2 separate regions of the Sus scrofa genome follow, and region 2 is linked to region 1. The links are chromatin contacts, called in public HiChIP or PLAC-seq maps. All regions are on one chromosome and are shown on one strand. Each heading gives the region's core, a stretch centred on a gene start, on an enhancer-like site or on the middle of the called end of the contact. The rest is flanking DNA. Distances are from core to core; before and after follow the strand shown.

Evidence for each region. HiChIP or PLAC-seq counts read pairs in DNA pulled down with a chosen protein or histone mark.
Region 2: an H3K27ac HiChIP or PLAC-seq map of skeletal muscle shows a contact between it and region 1. The contact joins the enhancer-like site here to the promoter of USP25 in region 1. A contact is called at or near these places in 1 of 5 promoter capture datasets (fetal liver), 8 of 47 Hi-C or Micro-C datasets (alveolar macrophages, embryonic fibroblasts, heart right ventricle and 2 more) and 2 of 2 datasets of contacts at active chromatin or transcription factors (alveolar macrophages and skeletal muscle).

Annotation. Positions count from the first base shown.
Region 1 is chr13:180,569,014-180,574,261 of Sscrofa11.1, forward strand. USP25 (ubiquitin carboxyl-terminal hydrolase 25) reads left to right here and starts at 2,006. Exons shown (of 24, transcript XM_021070825.1): 1 at 2,006-2,494. The coding sequence starts at 2,450.
Region 2 is chr13:180,657,922-180,662,986 of Sscrofa11.1, forward strand. It overlaps USP25 (ubiquitin carboxyl-terminal hydrolase 25), which reads left to right. Exons shown (of 24, transcript XM_021070825.1): 11 at 433-560; 12 at 909-1,004; 13 at 2,176-2,337; 14 at 2,953-3,179. Among named protein-coding and RNA genes, the nearest start is that of USP25, 89 kb to the left of the region's middle. Within about 2 kb of position 3,425, at least 5 of the 83 cell types and tissues checked have an H3K27ac peak or open chromatin away from gene starts, as enhancers often do. A contact at or near this core is called in skeletal muscle, where this site is marked.

The sequences.
Region 1 (5,248 bases), core at 756-3,255:
CTTTACCTGTTTAACTAAGTGTCAACAATCTGGAGCAATGCAATAATTTAGAAATTATTAAATAATGTAATGAGGATACATAATTCCAACAACTATCCATATTAAGGCTAACTCATGAACAGCAAAACTAACATTGTGCTATCTGGCAATGGGTCTTTTGTGCACATTTATCTCAAATATTCAAATTTTCATCATCTATTTATTCCAGCTGTATGTTTTCTAAACAAACAAACAAAACAACCCCCCTAAAAAAAAAAAAAAAAACACCCAAAACCAAACAAATCTACAGGGGAACTTGAAATTTACTTCTCAAAGTTCTACAAAACCATAATTAAGATTTTAAAAAAAAGAAACTGGGAAACCATCACAAATAATCTAGGAATGAATGATCAAAGTGGGCAAGTACAAACTACTCTATAAAGAGCTTTATTTGATAACTATACAATAATCACTGGTAAGATAATTTTTTTGTGTGTGGAACTAAAAAAATCTAACTCAGAGGAACATTCATTGCCAAATTTTAGAAAATTAACTTTTGTATCTGGCAATATCTTTTTTAAACCACAGTACTAGTTTTTTTTTAATGTTAAATTTAACTTACATTCAAATATTGTGAATCAGATTTTTAAAAATCTATAAAACAAAGAAGCAAAGTTGATATGTTGGAAAGAATATTCATCAATAAATGAGGAGAAAATGAACTCTAGTATGCATTCATTCACAAGTCACCCTCTTTGGGTCTCAGTGTTCTCATAAAAATTTTGTTCATTCTGTCAGAACTGTTACATTATTCCTAAAATTCTGGGTTTCCAGCCATTTCACAACTTTCCAAATTCTTCTGGCAGAAATGTAAGACAGCAATAAAATAAAATTTGTAATCTGTCAAGATCAAATGAGCAAATAAACATGAAGATGCAAGGGAAAGACCTCAAAAGGTGGTTGAAAACATCTAAGGTGCAGAGTAAAGCCAGTTTGTAAAGTGTAGAGATTGATTACAAAAGCTTAGGAGTTACTGTGATCCATGATTATTAAATATAACCAGATAATATTTCAGTGATCATGTGCCAAACTTGCTTTTCTTTCAAATTAAAAATTATACCTACATTTGCATATTTGTGTATTATATTTGTGACAATATGCACTGATTATTCTTTCCCTTCCACTGCTGCACCCTCATATCCTATCCCCACATTAGCTAGTGAAACAAGATATTTTTGAGACTAGAAATTGCTTTCTTAACAGTAGGTTTTCCATACAATTCCATATATAGTCAGGTATTCCAAGCAGGGTGTTTAATTGATAATTTGCTTGGCAACTGGGACATTAGATGATGTACCATCTAGACAGTGACTATATTTCATTTACATCAAATTATCGGAAAATGAACCTTATTTCTCAGAGCCTAGCAGTGACTGGCACATAATTGAATGAAAGAAGTAGACAAAGAATATCAATATTCATTTATATAATGATTACTTAAGGAGAAATGTACATTCTAGCATAAAGACTTCTGACAGCCTTTTGCTTAAATTACACTTGACTTTTCCCTACGGGCAAGTTTACTGCTAGTGAAATTCCTAGAAAGGCCTGGGGAGAAGACTGGAGATACAGAAAGGAGCCAGGATTCCGGACAGAAGGCGTTTGGGGGACGTTACGGGGCTAGCAGGAAAACGTTTGGTCCTGGAGGAGTTCAGAAACCCAGCAGTCCGACAAACCCAGGGCACAGAGACGAACGCTGCCCTCGGGCCTCGGCTGGAAGCTTTGCAGAGTCAAGGGAAGGCGTCGCGCAACCTGCCGCAGGGGCAGCTCCGAGGCCCGGCCCGCGTGGCGTTTCCCCGCCCCGCCCCGGGAGCGGCGTGATGGGGGCGTGCTCCCGGGCGGCCCCGCCCCCGCCCGCCGCCCTGTGGGTCACAATGTAGGGTTAGGGCGGCCGGCGGGCGGGGCTCGGCGGGGGAGGAGCTGCCGGGCGGGGGCGGTGACGGCGGCTGGGGGAGGGGAAGGGAGGAGGAGTCGCGGAGGGAGGAGGACAGCGCCATTCCGGCCGGCCGCTCCCTCTGTCCCCTCTCCCTTCCCCGCAGTGGCCCGCGAGCCGCCAGTGAAGGAGCGCGCGCGCGCGCGCCCGTGACGCGTCCGGGCTTGCTTGCGCCCTCCCGCGCCCCAGCGTCGGCCGCCAGCTCATGGCCCGGGCCGGGGCCGACGAGCCGCGCTAAGGCGGGCCGCGCGGAGTCGTGGGGCCGCCGCCGTGGCCCTCCCTGTCCGCACCTCGCCGCCACCCCCGGTGCCCGCGCACGCCGGCCGCCATCGCCTTCGCGCCTGGCTGGCGGGGGCGCTGTTTTCCCCCGCCGTCCGCGCCGCTCCCTGGAGCTCGGCGGAGCGCGGCTGCCAGGGCCGGCGGAGGCACGAGGAGCCGGACCCCGTTGCCTGTGTCGCCGCCGGCGCCGCGGGGGCCATGACCGTGGAGCAGAACGTGCTGCAGCAGAGCGCGGCGCAGAAGGTGAGGCGAGCCCGCGAGCCGGCGCGGCCCAGCCCGGCTCCTCCTTCCGACGTGCCGCCTGGCCCGCCTCGGCTGGGAGCTCCCCGGTCTCCCTCGCCGCCGCCCCGGCCTCGGCTGCCCCGGCGTCCCCCCCGCTCCCCGCTCCCCGCCGCCCTACCCTTCTTGGGGGCGAAGCGCCCAGTTCCGGGCTGTGTGTGGAAAGCGAGGTGTAGTTAGCGGGTTTCACTCCAGTTCCTTCTCGCCGATTGTTTTCCTGTAACAGACGGTGCCGGGTGTTTATTGAGAGCGACCTCGCATTCCTACACTCCTCTCTCTGACTTCTTAATTAAACTTTATCTTCCTCCTCTTTAAAAAAGAAGAAATAGCCAGGTTGTCACCCTTTCCGAACACAGTTTTTATTTTCAAGGGAGGAGCATTCCAGGCCTGCTATTTTGCAAAAAGGTCTCCACCAGAATTGAATTGCCTGCCTGGCGGGGCAGGTACGTTAACCAGGTGGATTCAATGTAAAAGTAGAGGGTTTGGTTCGTTCCCTTTTTTCTTTTTTTCTTTTTCTTTTTCTTTGTTTTGTTATGTTTCTTTTTTTCTTTTTTTCTCCCTGAATATAGAAACTGGCCATGTTTAGTCCAGGAATCGTTTGTCCCCTAAGTTTGACCTTGTAACACATTCAAATGGTCACTCACTTAAGTTAAAAAAAAATGTGGGTTTGTGAAGCTTCAGATCTTCTACAGTAAGCAGTGAGAGATGCTTCCCCCCCCCAGATTTTGCTTTCCGAATCTCAAATGCACTATCATGGCTTGCACCATATCCAGAAGAGTAGTTGGCTATGACTTAATTTTTTTTTTTTTTGATCATTTGTGTGAAAAGCGTTTTGGGCAAAAGGAAAACATTGCTTTACTCGACTTGAAATTATGGGGGTAACCCGGGTTTACTGGGAGTAGCTACTAAAACCTGTATCTGGTTTTTCTGGAAGAGGAGTGGATGCCCCACCCTGTTGTAGTTGGGGCATAGCTATATCCTATCTGTGCTTGATTTTAGAATAAAGCCTGCTGTCCTAAAATGAACACTGTGTGTACTCACAGCTTGCTGAATTTTTGCTTTGAGATTATTTTTAGAATTTCATGATAGTACTTGAGGTAATTGAAGATGCTTAAGAATTTTGGAAAGCAAGGATAGTGCATTGTTATTTTAGGCACTTTGGGAAAGTTGTCTTTGGAACTCTTGTGTGTTAGTTAACTGTTACTGGTAAATTTAGCAGATTATTACAGACTGCAGTTTATTTACTGTGAATTTCGTGAACAGTGTCTCCGAATCCCCTCTATTCTGTTTTGAATGCCTTAAATTTTAGTTTTCCCGATGTTGAGAATATGACAAAGTGTTAATACTTAATGGAGGATCTTATTGGTCATATATATACTAAGCAATATTTAAGAGGTTTGGTGTTGTTTCTGTTTATGGTTCTCTTCGGTGTTGAATATTCAGGCCTTTTTGTTTCATAGTGGAAAATATAGCTCATATTTTTTGTATCTTAAATTTGAACAATAGCAAGAAGTTTGTGAATTTATTACATTGATTTTGGACTAAAATACTTCTTTAGCATAGAATTAGATAAGCAGATCTGTCTGCTTGAGCGCTGTATGCATAAAGTTGTGAATAGAGTCAAATTACTGAAAGTGATCTTGGCCATCAAGTCCAGTTTCCTAGTTTAATGAGTCCTTTCCTTACACAAAAGGAGTGGTTGTTAGTCCAAAATATTACCATTATGATGCTGTTTTTAGTGTGTGTCTGTCAGATCATCTCATTGATATTGTGCACATTTTTTAAGAGCAGTATAATTGCATTCGTTTTTATACTTGCATATGGTATTTTTTTTAAAGCAACATTTAGTGTGTTTGCTTTCCATATTAATATACTATTATTTTGCTACTTATATTAGAAATAATTAAAAATACTTATATAGGTCCAAATACTTTAAACCATCTACTTCAAATAAATTGATAGTTTTGAATCCACCAAGCTAGTGACTAGGAGGTGGACTTCAAGCTGGTAACTAGGAAGCGAACTTTAGAAGAAACAAAAGTGAAACTCCTTGTTTTTAAATTAGAAACTTTATGAATGATCATTAAAACCAGACGTGTCTGGTGCATATTGCATAAAATTTTAGCCTATTTTATGCTCTCCTTAAAAAAAAATTTGAGTGTTGTGTGCTCATGTGTAATATTAGCTTTATATGAAGAACTATATTCCGGTAGTTGGAACAGTTTCCTATTTTTCAAGATTCTTTTTATTCTGTTTCTGAAGGATGTATGATTAGTAATAATCTAAAAAAAAAAAAAAAAAAAAAAAGCACAGCACTCTTAGGTCTTTTGTTCACCTACACAGTAACTTGTCACAGTGTAACTTAAAGCAGTGACTATCTTTTCCTCTAATGTGTTCTTTGCTTGATTGCTCAAGTTTGGCCATAGCAGAGAGTTGAGATGTAGTGAAACTGCAGAGAGCTGCTTTTCTGAGGTTTAAGCTAATAGAGGTGAGGTGGAGTTGGTGGCAGATTGGCTATAGTTAAATCTTGTCATTATTTTGGTCTTGAACATGTCTCTTCAGCCTTTGTGCTTGATATTTACTTAAGAGTAGGAGCCTTACAGGTCAGAAATTTGATTCATAGATTCAGCTTCCAAATAAGGATTATTTAGGGCAGCAATATTGAAGGCTTCCTCCCAGGGACCAAATTAATTTGTAGAGTGAAGTGAATTGGATACT
Region 2 (5,065 bases), core at 2,175-4,674, 90 kb after region 1:
TTAAGATCCAGCATTGTCACTGTAGCAGCGTGGATTCCTGCTGTGGCTCAGGTTTGATCCCTGGCCTGGGAACTTTCACATGCTGCAGGCACAGCCAAAAAAAAAAAAATAATAATTATATATATATATATATATATATATATATATATTACCATGTAAGAAGGAAAGCCATTAGAAGATTTTCTCTATCCTGGTTGTGCATTAACCTCATTGGAATTTTCCAAAGGTGTGAAAAATTTTTAGGAAGAAGTTGAGTTTTAATACTAAATTGCATACCCAGTCAGTTACTTGTGACATTAGCATTGTGATGATTAATGTAAAAATGTAAATGTAATGTAAAAATGCCACTGCTGACTAATATCCTGTGCCTGAAATTGCAGTGGAGAAAACAGAAAGGTGATGTAAACTTTTTTTGTTATTGTGTTCCTTCAGCATTGGTTTACTGAACTACCGCCTGTGTTAACATTTGAGTTGTCAAGATTTGAATTTAATCAGGCATTGGGAAGACCGGAAAAAATTCACAACAAATTAGAATTTCCTCAAGTTTTATATCTGGACAGGTATGGTTTGGTATAAGGCCTGACTTAGTTTTGAAACAGTTTAGTATCCAAGTGAAGAGTTATTGTACTTAGAGAAAATTTTTGCTCGATTTTCTTCAATTTAATTTTTACTTTTTGCGTAATGTATGTTACACCATTTGTCAAGGAAAACAGAATTCTCTTTTTATTTTGAAAACTATAGTTGCCGGGAATAATGTTAAGTAAAAAGACTAATTGTATTGTTTATCTGATGTTTTACTATAAAATTTTGAATGAGTTGATCTTTTTTGGTGATGGCAAGACAGTTTTATATCTGCTTCCATGATATTTAGAAATTCTAGTAATTGCTGTTTTTCTTTTTCCTGATAGATACATGCATAGAAATAGAGAAATAACAAGAATTAAGAGGGAAGAAATCAAAAGACTAAAAGATTACCTCACAGTATTACAACAAAGACTAGAAAGGTATTGTAACTTTTATGAAATTATGAGCTAACTATAGGAAGTCATATCCTTAGTGACTGTCTAGACCTTTAGTTTTGAATTTGTTTTGAATGATTTGTAATTCTAGGAGTAGATAAACATTCTGCATTGATATTTTACTTGAATAGTTCAGGCTTGAGTTTCATTAGCCACTAAAGTAATTCATAGTTGGCATTAGATGATTATTGTTTAAATATTCCCACAGTCAACAGGTAACACTCAAGGTACTGAAAATAGATGTTAAGTTAAACTAATCTGTGTTTGAGGTTTCTTCTTGCACGAGACTAAATATTACTCTTCAGATTTCCATTGAAGTGAATAGTGACTTGAGTTTTTCTCCTTAACAGCAAAAGACATAAATTCAGATGCATACAAGAGCCTCCTGGGGGATTTATAAAAAAAAGGAAAGCAAGTTAGGCATAAGCTTTTGGGCAAAGGGAATGGAGAGAGCATACCCCTGTGGAGAGGGGGTAGCTGCCATCCACACTAGGGGGTGGGTACTATGCATGAATGTCATCTCGCGGGTGTCCAGAGCATATAGTTGTTTTGAAAGAAGTCCAGAATCTGGACTATCAGATATTCTGTAGTTTAGACAGAAGTCTACAGCCTGAAATGTGGTGTGAAAGATCCTAGTTTGCAACCTCTGATTTAATCTGTATTCCTTGCTTAATGTTTGAAAATTAGTAGCCTAAACTTTTTAATGCAAAATATTAAAATTATTGAAAATTTTACAGATATTTCTTAAAAAGTATCAGTCATCATATTGAAAAAAAAGTTAGAGGTAAAAGGTAGGAGGACAGCATTAGTCATCATCTTGACATGAGGCTAGACGACAGATCTCAAAATCAAAACAGTCTCACGGGATGGACCTGTCAGTTTTCGTTTTACCCTTGGGTTACAACCTAAGAACAGCATTTAGAATTTATAACAGTATATGCACACATTGTCTTAATCATATTTAGTTTTGTTCCTTTGGAGAACATTTATTTCTTGAGTGTATATTCAGTTTTACCATCTTTATTTGAATAAAGCAAAATTATTTTCATTGTTGAGGAAGATGCATCGAAGTGTTTTTGTCATGTTTTATAATTATTAAAAACACAAATGTGGTTTATGTATAATTGAAAGCATGTATATATTTTATGGTTAACAGGTATTTAAGCTATGGTTCAGGTCCCAAACGATTCCCCTTGGTAGATGTTCTGCAGTATGCCTTGGAATTTGCCTCAAGTAAACCCGTTTGCACTTCTCCTGTTGATGATATTGACGCTAGTTCCCCATCTAGTGGTTCCATACCATCACAGACGTTACCAAGGTAAAAAAGTTTTCTTCATAGAAGCCATAGCTATGTTACTGTATTGTACAATAATGTAATGAATACCTTTAAAGAAGGCTTTATAAAATATATGTTTTGATTTATTTCAGGGAACTCTAAAAAGATTAGATTCACTTAGAAGATATTATGTCTCCCACGTGCTTTCTTATTTCGCTGTTTCAATTCATTTTATAGTTGTAGGTTGAAATTTTCATCAGACTTATACTTTAGGTTGTTTTCATATATTATATGCATCAACCTTTTATCTGTGAAAATACTACTGTTTAGTTAGAAACTTTTTTTGTAACATGAGCAGGAAGTATTAGGAAGGGAAGGTTTTTATAGTTCCGGTTTATGTAAGATTCATTTACATAAATACGATCACACCATTTCTACCATAGTTCAAAACCTCAGTTTTATTCTTACAAAGATGTAGTTCCATATATTAAGAATTTCATTAGGACATTAGATTAACCTACATATTTCTTTTTTTAAGAAAACCTTTTCCTTTTGAAATTATAAGCCAGTTTAATGCTTGTGTTTGACATAGTCTTTGTCCTGAGCTTCAGTTTGGAAGGTTCAATAGTAAATATTTTATGCTTTAAAAAAAAATAGCACAACAGATCAGCAGGGAGCTCCTTCTTCAGAGCTGCCAAGCACATCGCCTGCATCGATAGCTGCCATTTCATCGAGATCAGTAATACATAAACCATTCACTCAGTCTCGGATACCTCCAGACTTGCCCATGCATCCAGCACCAAGGCATATAACAGAAGAAGAACTCTCTGTGCTAGAAAGCTGTTTACATCGCTGGAGGACAGAAATAGAAAATGACACCAGAGGTAAGAAGCTTCTCATAGCATAACTCTCTCACCTGAAATGGATACGATTAATGTTAACATTGAGAAGAGAAATCACATATGTAAATATTTAAAGTTGTTTTGTTTTGTTTTTCTAGAAAGTGTTTTCTTTAAGATCAAGCAGTTTGGCTTTCATTTTTATGATTTTAATATCAGGTTCAGAGAGACCAAAAGACTTTCCTTGGATTACGTAGCTGATTAATGACCTAACAGATGGTCTAATTTTCTAGTTTGTTGCTCTAAATTTATATCAAACTGGTATTCACAGGTACTCCATTGGCGAAACATTACACAGGATCACATTTTGTATTTACCAGTTGTGTACTTCCCTTGAAGTTTCACAGTGAGTTCAGGTGTTCAAAATTTTTTTATTAGGTTAAGGATTGGAAATGTGAATTTTAACTTTAGTCTGCTCTAGCAGATTTCCAAATATGATCTTTTAGCTCGGTGCCTGTCTGTAACAAGTTTTGTCTGACATGTAGCAAAATAAGAAAAAAAAGGACATTGCTCTGGGGCGGGGTTGGGGGGTGTTGTATGTTATTGTTAAGTTGCCGTCTCTCGATTCTTCGAAGGAACTCTCTTTTATATCTCCGTCCTACTTTACTGTTATCAAAAATCTTTTTGAAAAAAAATTGAATCAATATTAATATGTTGTGGTAGATTTTACCATAATTTTGCTTTCATGTCAGAATGTAATACCCTATTATTCCTCCCCAGTTTTATCCTAAGTCTGTTGATCTGTGAAGAAAGACAAATGTAGGAGTTACTGTTTTATACAAATGTTGGAATTGTGCTAAACAATATCAGTTGCTAGATTTTTGGAAGACCAGCTAGATGCTTTATAGACAAGACACAAATAAAGAGCAGTCCTGATTTAATAGGGAGTAAATAGGGTATGGTGGCAACTAACAGCATTCGTAACTGTGAAGAGTTCCTGTAGTATTTTTCATATATGAGAATTTTTTATGTTTGAAATCATTGGTAAAGATTAGTTAAGCACACAGTTTTTCCTGAATGCTATGCTAGGTGTTGGATAATTTTCTACTGGACTGGGCAGGTTGTGTTTGTTTTATAAGATTATATTCAGAAGGCTGAAAAGCTAAGAAGGTAGCTTTGGCACCAAGGTAGTGGCATTGAGGGAGGAAAGAAATGAATTTCTTGTATTCTTTGAAGACAACTGACAGATTTGAGTCATTGACAAGAGGGGGTTGGGGAAGGTTCCTGTAGTTCTTCATAATGGTGTGAATAACCACACAGATAGAATGCACTTTGGAAAAGGGCAAACTGGTGGGCGAGCAGGCCTTCACCTTGTGGAAAGAAGTAGGAATACGATGAGTCCCCTTTTGGCCATTTTAAGTTAGAGGAACTTGAGAGACATTCATGTCATAAGGTTCTGAACCTATAATACTGTGGATCAAGTAAGATTTCGCTTGGAATGTTTGTTCCCTCCCTTTTGTCCCTGTTAGTATTTGCTGTTAGCATTATAAACCGTTATTTAGTATCCCGATACAGGAGTAGATGTAATTCATTTAATTTCTGTATTGTTATTCACTACCCATAGTGCTGGCCTTCTACATGCATATTAACCTACTTTTTGAGTAGAATATATTAAAAATGTCCTTTCCGATCCAAAGTTTATATATTTTAAATTTTGACTATTTAAAAATCTCCCCCCCCAAACATTGAACCAGTTTATATTCTCACTAATTGTGTGTAAGAGAACCTGTTTCCCAGTATTGTCCCTAGCCCTAGGTACTTTTAAATCTGTAGCAGTTTCAGTTGAAATGAAAATGGTATTTCAGTGTTTTGGTTGCATTTCATTAATTATGAGTGAAATTCTATTTTTCTATGCATTTTTTATATGTGAC